Linked DNA regions of Danio rerio: region 2 is linked to region 1. The links are chromatin contacts, called in public HiCAR-type maps. All regions are on one chromosome and are shown on one strand. Each heading gives the region's core, a stretch centred on a gene start, on an enhancer-like site or on the middle of the called end of the contact. The rest is flanking DNA. Distances are from core to core; before and after follow the strand shown.

Region 1 (5,648 bases), core at 2,622-5,121:
ACTTCCTTGCTTTGTTAAACATCATTTGGGAAATATAAAAAAAAAAAATGAAAGGGGGTTTAATAATTCTGACTTCAACTGTATATGTGATATATATCACTGGATTACTGATACACAAGGAACTTTTTTACATGAAATCTTTGCATTTGGTGAGCTAATAAAATATTAAAACTCAAATTAATACTTTGTGTTTGATTATCTGTCTCTGGTTAGGAACTGCTTTCTTGGTGGAGCTTTAGTACAATCATTTCTCAAATATTAAAAAAAACAACAACAAAAAAAAAAACAATGACCAACAAAACTTTTAATTTTTATTTTAGATTATTATCATAACATATATATATATATATATATATATATATATATATATATATATATATATATATATATATATATATATATATATATATATATATATATATAATGTTAATGACATAACATAATATGTCATTAACATATCCGATTTAAAGGTTTTCAAAGCAACATTAGATTAGACCAATCAGTTCAAGTTAGATGATTAAAATAAAACTACAAAACATATAGACATGCATGAACAAAAATAAATAAATTAATTAAAGTTACTTTAAAATTTAGGGATTTCTACTTTTGACTGGTTCATTTCTAATGAATGGTAGCTGTCAGCCTGCTCCCTGCAACTCTCACATTGTCGTCCACTGAAGCTAAGCAGGGCTGCGCCTGGTCAGTACCTGAATGGGATGAAGACCTCATGGGAAAGCTGGATTGCTGCCGGAAGTGGTGTTAGTGAGACCAGCAGGGGGCAGTCAACCTGCTATCTGTGTGGGCCCTAACACCCCAGTGTATTGACGCGGACTCTATGAAAGAGTGCTGTCTTTCAGACGAGATGTTAAACCAAGGTCATTAAAAATCACAGGATGTCTTTCGAAAAAGAGGTTTAACCCCGGTATCCTGGCCAAATGTGCACACTGGCTTAAGTGGCCTCTGTCCAACATGACCATACCCATATCATAATAGGCTATATCACTGTCTCACAGCTGGTGTATGTTGTGCGATCTGGTGCAATATGGCTGCTATTGTGTTATCCAGGTGGATGCTGCACACTGGTGATGGATGAGGAGATTCCTCTAAAAAAAATGTGTAAAGCACTTTGAGTGTCCAGAAAAAACGTTATATTTAAATGTAGGAATTCTCATTAAATTAGGATGATTGACAACAACATATTGAAAGTCAACAACTTCAAACCAAGACTAGACTAGAGTATGTGAGAGTTTAACAATACCTTTTCCCTTTTATGAATAACTAATTTTCAAGATTTGTTCCTTCCTGAATAGAATAATTTGGAAAAACATTGAATGTCTTTTGCATGTTTGAAAACTGATTACATACAACAGATTTGCTTCACAATAAGGTTTCAGAACTATGTTCGTGTTCATTTATAGATGTATTCTCAGTATACACATTAGACATTGGAAAACGTCATCTTAGGACTTCTTGTGTTTTTAAGGAAATAAGGCAGCCAAGTGGCCAAGTGCCACTAAAAGAACATTGAGGAAAAACCTGAAGCTACTTTGTAATTCCATTACACCTCATTGGAGAGAGTGCTGCGCTGTGGTTTTCAACTGTGCCTTTTGTTGAGAAGAAACCCTTTGGCTTTGATACAGCTTTTAGATGTTGAGTTGCCACATGCTCATTGACAGAACTGACATACGGTGCCTGGTAATGCAATTCAGTGCTTCAGGGTGACCTGGAATGTCCTTAGATTTTTAGAAGAGCAGTGCAAGCCATAATGGGCCACAACAAAAGCCTCCTGTTCTTTACAGAAATATGCTTTTTGCTGTTGCTGTTTTTAGTATTTTCACAACTGACCCATAACACACGATTAAAAGACCAAAAGAAGAGAACAAAAACTGAATATTGTAAGCCAGAACAGAAACTGTACAAATGCAATGTGATAAAATAGTTATTTTCATTAGTAGTTTCTGAGGTAGACATGGGAGACATAAGTTTTGAACTATTTAGCAGATAAGGGAGACACAGTGGTGCAGTAGGTAGTGCTGTTGTCTCACAGCTGGGTCAGTTGGTATTTCTGTGTGGAGTTTGCAAATTCTCCGTGTTCCCAATTGCGTTATTGGTCAATTGGGTAGGCTTAATTGCTCGTAATGTATGTGTGTGAATGAATGTGTAAGGTTGTTTCCCAGTGATGGGTTGCATCTGGAAGGGTATCCGCTGCATAAAACATATGCTGGATAAGTTGGCGGTTCATTCTACTGTGGCGACCCCAGATTAATAAAGGGACTAAGCTGAAAATGAATGAATATTTAGCAGATTGTTCACTATTGAAAGATGCTTTAAGAATGTCATGATGTTTTTGTCTTTTAGTTATAAACTATTTAGTGCAACTTACATTTGAAAATACAACAGTGGAGGATGAAATAAGGTTTTCTGGTTGTCGTTTAATGAAAGCATGCTGTACTGCCGAGAATTCACATTTTTTCAAGTACTCCCAAGCTGGCTTAAGCAGAATAAAGGAACAAATGCCAAGACGTTTTAATAGACCATATAAATCACATTTTCTGGCTCAGAAGCATTGGAAAAATCTATATAAATTTGTTTGGTTTTTAAATGTCAAGTTTTCTTCTTAGCTGAAAGTAAAGAGGTCTGTGGACAGCAGACTGAAAGAGCATTTTATTTATGAATGTGAATTACAATGCAATACTTTTCAAATTCAAAAAACAAACACTAATGCTTTATAAGTAACAATTATAAAAGTATTGGACCAGTCAAGGATTCTTAATGAAAGACTTAATAAAGAGAAATCTTTAATCTTTTGGGAAAATTTATCACACACTGTAAAACCCAACAGTCAAATGCATCTAATGAAATAAGTGTTGTTAACTCAAAATTTACTGGGAATTAATTCTACTCTTTTGAAAAGAGTTTTGAACTCAGTGATGCTGTGTGAAGCTGTTGATACTGTTTGTGGAGCTGTTTAAGGATCCTCTGAAAAGATTTTTAAAGGTTGAACACGTTTTATTTCTTTTAATAATGCGACTGAGGTCGCTGTAGTTTTGAGTTTTTCTTCTGTTTAATTGCTGGTGTACATTTTTAATGCTCAATCGAGACTTACCACTTCATTACTTCAAATTAAATGGAGTAAGTTCACAGTATAGTCATATAGATAAGTTTTTGAACTCAAATGGTTTTTAGCAGTCGGTTTCCTTAAATGATTTGAGTTGCCTTAACCTATTAGGTTTTAAAGTACTCAATTAGTTTTGAGTTCTCTTCATTTATTGGGTTTTACTGTGCTCAAATTGCTTAGTTTACTCAGATAGATTAAGTTCACAGTACTCATTAGGATTATTATTTTGTTTTACTTAGTTTGTTGCAATCAGTTTTCTTAAATGGTTGAGCGTTGGGTTTTACAGTGTAACACAGATCTGTGACTTCATGTCCTTGATGGCAACGAGCTGTTTATTTTCTTACTGAAAAGTAACAATAAAGCATTACATTTGACATAAGTGGAGATAAAAATAGCTAAAATATGTTTTATGTATAGCCTAAACCTATAAATATCTAAGAAAGAAAGAAAGAAAGAAAGAAAGAAAGATAAATAAAGTATAATTTTAAAATAAAAGAGTATGAAAGAAACCAGCAAAGAAAGCATACTATTTTTAATCACCCTTCTATATTAAAATATATTAAATATTGTTTATGGTTGGACAGTGGGAATAACTATTTATATCTGTGGAAATTTCTGATAAATGTTCTACCAGAACACAAGTCTGAGCCTGAAGGAAAAAAAAAAATAAAAAACACACACACATTTTCTGTGTTCTGCTGACATCTGGTGGAGCTGCAGGACATTTCACGGAGGTTTTTGTGTTTGTCCTTTACTCGCCGCCGTTGTTACGTAATCAGAAGGTTAAACAAGACTAGCTTGAAGTAAGCTAACAGCTAACATACACACTACAAAATTCAGGTAAGAACAGTTTAATCAAACTTATACGTCGTTATTGCGTATCCACAAATAAATCGCCAAACAAAATAAAAAAAAATATGTATCATCGTTACAGTAGTAACTTACTATTAACGTTAGAGGTGTAAGTTACCTCTTCGACTTGCTTTAGCCAATGGGCTATTGAGACATGCGTAAAGAGAAACATTGTTTACATACTCATGTTTATTCTGTTTTATTTTTGGAATCGTTTTAAATCCGAAAGCTTTAGTCGTGTATAGTCGTAAATTGTTTTCTTTTTTGTCTATTGCCGTTTTAGGACCTTAATGCTTGTAAACTAACTTAAACACAACAGACAGAGGTTACTTTACCCTGTGTTCTTACACACAGTTAGTTATTATAACAGAATAGCGATTATTATATAATTAAAATTGAAAAGAGGAAATGTTACTACCGAGAATGATTGTTGCAGATTTGTTTTTCACTCGGCAGTTTTTTGGGGTTATGAAATGGTGGAAACATAAGTCTCATTTATATTTTGTCCATGTTTTTGTCAGATGCCTAATAGATTATTAGAGTGTGTTGTGTGTGAACTATTTAAAAAAGAAAAATGACAACTGCTTACAATATTTAAAATAATAATAATAATAATCAACTGTTTACAACAAAGGTTTATTAGTGCGCAAAAGTAAGAAATGGCTAAAATGTTTTACTTAATTATTTTAATATATCTGAAGATGCATTTGACCTCACATACAAAAAATATATGCTATTGCCCCCATTAAATGAAATGGTTACATCTTTAGATTTTAATGTGTTATTAAGCAGTAGTAAATTAACATCAACTTAGATTGACAAATGCTTAACAAGTAGTTTTCATCATCAGTTTAGTTTAATTAACTATGTTAACAAATAAAGCCTTATTGTAAAGTATTACCAAACAAAGTGCCTTGAAAAAAAAACTAAACCTTTTTGATCCACACCCCTGGCTTGTCACAGTCCAGATTAGCTAAAGTTTCAATATGTTTCAAAGTAAATACAACACTCTGAATATTTTAAAAGACATTCTGAAAGGTTAAATTATGATTACATTATTTTACAGTATTTTGAAGTGCCCATGATAATAGCAATAAATCAGAAATGTTCATTATCATTGTGTTATTGAACATCAGCTTGTCTATGCAACTCTATACATTTTTTTCTACCTACAGGTGAACCGTAAACAAGAGAAGCCCAACAGGATGGCCAGTGTAAGTGAATGTAAATCTCACATCTATTATAATTGCTTTGTCTTGAGTCCTATGTGAAAATATATTCTCGCTTACATGTGATAGTGTTTGCAATTGCTGTTGTACCTCTATAAAATAAAAGATGAAATCTACAGGTAAAGATGTGTAAGTGTTTGCTGTGTTTTGTCAGGTGCTCTGCAGCAGAGCTCGACTGGTGACGTACCTACCAGGGCTTCATGTTCTAGTTCATCGTGTTGTTGGAGCAAGAAGTTTCTCTGGGGCGTCAGGATCAGATGAGCCACACCTGAACACCTCAACTCCTGACATTGGTAAATGACTGTTTCCCTGTAGAATATCAAAGCCACTGTTATCTGGCGTAAAAGAGGTCATGGTAAAACATTTACAAATTAGCTTAATTAAAAAAGGCATGCAGGTCATTATTCACACATGTATTTCTAGTTGATGATGTGTAGAAAGAGTGTTTT
Region 2 (5,792 bases), core at 3,223-5,722, 130 kb after region 1:
TTCTTAATTATGCACATTGTTTATTCGTTTAAAGTGAAGTCTACTCATGGCTTTAAAATCGTCACGTAAGATAAAATATAAAAAATTTAAATGATAAATAAAAATATTGGTAACACTTTATTTTGATGGTCCATTTAAATGTTAGTAGACTGTCTGCTTAATATCTTTTGATACCGACATTTAACAATACTTCAACAAACATTCAACTAACTATAAGAAATATGTCAACTTACACTAACCCCAACCTAACAGTCTACTAATGAGCATTAGTTGGCATGTAAATGCAACGTACTGTAACTTAAATTCAACAAACGGGCCATCAAAATAAAGTGTGACCAATATATATATATATATTTTTTTTTTTTTTTTTTTTGCGTTATTTAGGGTTTCTGCAGGCTTCACCAAGTTACATTTGAGACTTTTTAAGACCATTATGAATGAAATTTCAGACTCATACAGAGCTAAATGCTAAAGGGTTTCAAATGGCCTAGATGAAAAAATATTTTTATTTGCTCTTTCAAAAAAACACTATAATTTTAATAGCTTTTCTGTCATTATTAGCTAGGCTGTGTATTTTGTTGCAGTGGAAGTCTCCTCAACCCCATATCATAAAAAAGTCAATGGATTAAAGTTGCCTTATTTTTTTATTAAATTAGAAAAAATTAAATATAGTCTTTGAGGTTCTAATATTTGGTTACCATTCTTGGAGCATGCCAAATCTCTGAAGCAGTTACTGTTGAATCAATGGTTGCCCATCTTTCACTTTTAGTTTGTACCTTCCAGATGATTACTAGTGCTGATATAGCACTAGCATACAACTCTTCTTGACATAAAACCACAAGTTTGAAGAACGTGCCAACCCCCAGCCAATTCAGCTTAATATATTTTCCCTTTTATCTCTCTTTTAATTTTTCTTTTCTTTTTTCTTTTCTTATCACTATTTATTTTAACTAATACACCATGCTGTCAACCTCAACTTTCGGTACTGATCTGTTTATATGCTTTATTTGTAAACTGAATGCACATCATATATTGTTTATGCACATCATATTCTGTTTGTTGCACTATATGAGGATTATAATGTGGTTTATTCTTATTTCTTTAATCAATTTTGTACTGTTATATATATATTTTTTATTTTTCTATTTTCTCAGTTACTTTTGTTTGTTAACTGTCATAAAAATCTGATAAATAAATCAGATTTGTGAATCATTAATAAAAACACTATAATTTAATACATTTAATAAAACAATAAGAATTTAATAATAATACATATATTTTAGATATTTTCTAGCAAAATATTTAAAATATTGTGTCAAAACAAGCAAGCTCTAGTTGTAAGCATACACTTTTTTTCATTATTAAATTAAAAATGTTTTAAAAACAATAATAAACTAAATGTATGCACAACAGTCTGTCCAGGTCAGTGTCCTCAGCAGTAAATACATGTTGAACTTTTAAACAAATGCTATTGTAAGAAAAATAGCTACATTTTTAAATTAAAAGTTTAAAAGATGGATTGTTGGTGATTGGATGGGTGTCGGCCAGATTGGGCAGCATCATGAACAAGGAAAATGAAGACCTTTTAAAAAAAAAAGATTTAAGACCTACAACACAATATTTCAGTAAATGTAAGACAATTTAAGACGTTTTAACACCCATCAGATACCCTGGTTATATGAAAAAAAAATACATTTTTATTTCTACTTGGTTTAAAAATAATTCCCCCACAATCTGAGGATGTATACCTGCCCTAGGGGATACCTGATCCTTTTCTTTATTACAAAGACGCTAATATATTTTTTGAAAAACCAAAGTAAATAATGAACAAATGCGCCTCAAAAAGAGAACCTATTCTTCACCTATATAAAGAAGAATTCTAGAAACTCTAATGCTTCCTCTCATGTTTTAGGACATAAAAGAGCATGTGTCTCTCATCGATGACCCTGGAGACCTATATTGTCTTCATGATCTTGTGGGCAGCAGGTGACCCTCCCCTGTCATTCTACTTGGTGACACTGTGATAGTTTTGAAACACAGAGCCTCGGGTCAGGCTTATCTCCATGCTTGACCATCAGCACTGGGGCTGTGGGGCCATTCATCGAATTTAGGATTTAAACAAAAATTTGGGCTTTAAGTGATTTTTAAAAGAGTGATTAATATTCTATTTCTAACCCCCAGCAAACAATTTTGTGTTTAATAGACGTCTAAAAGACATCTAAACGTAGACAGCTTGGCTAAAACTTGGCTAAACGTTCAAGAATAGGCCAAAACTAGACTAGTCGTCAAATAGACAGATTAGACAGACGCTATATGTGTACTCATTTATTTCTGTTTATTTGATTATTATTTTTCATAGATGTCTATTAGATTTTCACTGACAGCCCAAATTTAACCTTGTTTAAGCAAAAACGACTATGTTTAGATGTCTATTAGACATCTATTAGACATATTTTTAAAACAAACAATGCTTGCTGGGACCTTAAAGGGATGTACACTTGCTTCTCCTTAAATCCCCACACTTCTGTGTCCATCAAAGAATTCTGACACAGCTACAAACGAATTCATAATGCAATTTTCATGTGCATTAAAAAAAAAGCAGGTTCTAGTAAAAGTCTAGCACATGCTTTTAGATGAAGCAGAATTTACAACACAGAATAATAGTAAGCAAACAGGCGATGGAAGATCATGTTTTATATAGAAATCATTTTAATCAGCCAATAAGGAAATCAAGATAACCGTTGTGTGATAATGACAGCTGTTTGCGTTGCTTCTCTGTGAGCTCACTTCATAACTTCGGTTCAGTGTTTAAAATAAATCCTAAATATAAAAAGTAGAAATAGAGTATTTTGCAGGGTGTCTTCATGTTTGGAGTTTCAGCATTAGACCACCCTTTGGCTTCGGATAACATTTACCACTGAACACAAACTGAGGTTCAATGACAAGATCTCTGTATGATAAACCTCATTTGCAATTTCAATTAAATTAATTGCCTGATCCTAGTTTATATACCTTTAAAGAGGTTTGTGGTACTGACTAAGATATATATTTAATATATACAGTTGTGGGGTGTTACGGTGACGCAGTGGGTAGCACGATCACCTCACAGCAAGAAGGTCGCTGGTTCGAGCCTCAGCTGGGTCAGTTGGCATTTCTGTGTGGAGTTTGCATGTTCTCCCTTTGTTCGCATGAGTTTCCTCCTGCTCTGGTTTTACCTACAGTCCAAAGACATGCGCTGTAGGTGTACTGGGTAAGCTAAATTGTCCATAGTGTATAAGTGTGAATGAGTGTATGGGTGTTTCCCAGTGATGAGTTGCGGCTGAAAGGGCATTCGCTACATAAAATAAATACTGGATAAGTCAGCAGTTCATTCCACTGTGGCGACCCCTGATTAATAAAGGGACTAAGCCAAATAGAAAATGAATGAATGAATATACAGATGTGCTGATTTTATGCTGGTAAAATATTTTCATGGGCAAATAAATATTTAGTCAATTGCCAGAAGGTGGCACATCTATTATTAAATCCAAAAAAGCACACTTTTCTGCTATATAGTATGTGAAAACACTAAAACACTGACACAAGAGAAGAAGCTGTTGAGTTGAGTCATTATTTTTGTTTCATGTGTGCACAAAAGTAAGCTTAATAATATTATTTTATTTACTGTATTTTTTAAATATGTTTGTTTGTACTTTGAATAGGTCGGGACTGTTTTTGTCTATGGAGGATCAGAAAGTTCTCAGAACAACATGAGGGCAAGTAATTAATAACATCATTTTTATTTTTTGGGGGTAAAGAATCTTTTAACATACACCGAAGGCATTTTGTTAAACAAACATGGATTAAAATAACAAACGCTGGTCTGGCAGAAGTTCAAGTGAAATTTGATCGCAGTGGTAATTATTTAACACTTTGAACATGTGAAATTTACAATTAAATACAACCAATTTTGGATGAGTTTCAGACCAATCATTCAGGATTTGCTAAATCTGTCTCTGAGTGCCAAATCCCATCTAAAAATCAAACAGTGTGAACCTGGCTAAAGTTCAGCATTTTTTTAAAAATTGTTTTCAGTCAAAGCAAGTGCATTTAAATGCTGGCTAAAAAAACGTCTGGTTGGACAAACAGAACTAGTATGGATGTAATCACAGAGCAGAAGAGAAAGAATCTACTTCGACCAAATGGCTTTTTTACACCTGAATTTCTTGGTCTAAACATGCCCACTGTGAGCCTGTCAGGGTAGTCGTTAAAAGAAAATCTGGGGCAAAAATACAAGTCAGAACCTTTCTATGAACTGAAACAGCATTTTTACATCATTTCCCGAGTTCAACATGACATAACTAGAGTCGTGAGATATAAGCCAAGAGCGTGCACGTTAAAGTTTGATGAAGGCCCAATTGTGAGCTCTGAGCTCCCTCTCAAGTCAACTGAGCTGATACTTGTGACTCACACTAATGATAGACTGCAGGGAAATAGCTGAGCTCTTAGCTATGGCAAGCACCACTTCAGGGAGTAAAATAACCCTGTGTTTAAAGGACATCCAAACAACTGTTAAGCACAAAGATCTCCACACGTCACCCTTAATGCAACAAACCCACTCGAAATGTGAAATAAACATGTGCATCCACAACCAGGTGATAAATCCTTCTTTGATCATGAAGGGTTAGCAAGTTGAAGTTACCTTTGGTATGCAAGCTTGAAAAGAACACGTTGAGAACAATGCTGGTTAGGTCAGTCGACAACAGCTGCCATCATGAAGTCCTCGTGCCATCTGTCTCATTTCATCTGTCCACAGCAACAACAACGCTCCCTCTGATTCAAATAGGGCCAATAAACAGGCCTCTTACTCTCTGTGCAAGCGATAAAAACATAATTGGTGAATTATGCAGTCACTCTTAAAATTCCACAGTAATTGCACAGGTTTGAATCGGGACCAAAACAGCCGAGTCATGCGGCTTTGATCTAAACAGTTTTATGCAAAACATCCTGGCCGAAGTACTTCTGCCTATCAATTAGAGACAATGACCAGCCTGTGTTATTTTTGCAAGGAGATGGCTTGGCTTCTTTTACAATTACTTAGAAACAGCCTCTGTAAATTATAATTAGGCTTATGAACATCATGAATTAAAATTGTCATTTATTAACTTTAATAAACTAAAAAAAAACAGTTCATACACTGATGCACAAAACTGTTGTTGTTGTTTTATGTTAAATGTGAGAACCTATTTTAAATTTGCATATTAAAGTAGTTTTTGGGGGATGAAACTAAATGATAGTATCATCATCATCATCATCATAATTATTATTAGTGTTAATGAGTGCTATCAAATGATTAGTCTTGATTAATCGTGTCCAAAATTTAAGTTCATATTTAAAAAACATATTTGCCCCAAGTATATTTTTGTGTTCATAAATATGTGTAAAAATATTTCTATTTCTTTGATTTTATGTACAGTATGTGCGCTCACACATACATTATTTAAATACAAAACTTTTATCTTGGATGTGATTAATTGTTTGACAGCATTTGTAATAATGATAATGAAATTGAAAAAAAAAAACCTTGAGAATATTTTGACAATTTTATATTATTAAATAGAATTAGTAAGAATGAGGCATTTGATCATAAATTTAATCAACACCTACAATGTAAGAAACCCCCCGTAATTTAAAAAAACGTAAAATAACAGCCATTAAATTAGAAATGAGAAAATTAGAAATTTACCGTAAAATAAGAATATTAAATTACAGAAAGTTTCTTAAATTTAGATTTCTGGTAAATTTCTGTAATA

Evidence for each region. HiCAR-type assays count read pairs that join an accessible place to other places.
Region 2: a contact with region 1 is called in a HiCAR-type map of caudal fin, with 4 times the contacts expected there. The contact joins the enhancer-like site here to the promoter of mmadhcb in region 1. A contact is called at or near these places in 10 of 18 Hi-C or Micro-C datasets (caudal fin, embryo, fibroblasts and 3 more) and 1 of 4 datasets of contacts at active chromatin or transcription factors (caudal fin).

The regions. Positions count from the first base shown.
Region 1 is chr9:24,663,664-24,669,311 of GRCz12tu, forward strand. It overlaps mmadhcb (metabolism of cobalamin associated Db), which reads left to right and starts at 3,872. Exons shown (of 8, transcript NM_205594.2): 1 at 3,872-3,958; 2 at 5,146-5,184; 3 at 5,354-5,492. The coding sequence starts at 5,176.
Region 2 is chr9:24,789,254-24,795,045 of GRCz12tu, forward strand. It overlaps a transcript of lypd6b not described here. Among named protein-coding and RNA genes, the nearest start is that of lypd6b, 17 kb to the left of the region's middle. Within about 2 kb of position 4,473, at least 9 of the 62 cell types and tissues checked have an H3K27ac peak or open chromatin away from gene starts, as enhancers often do. A contact at or near this core is called in caudal fin, where this site is marked.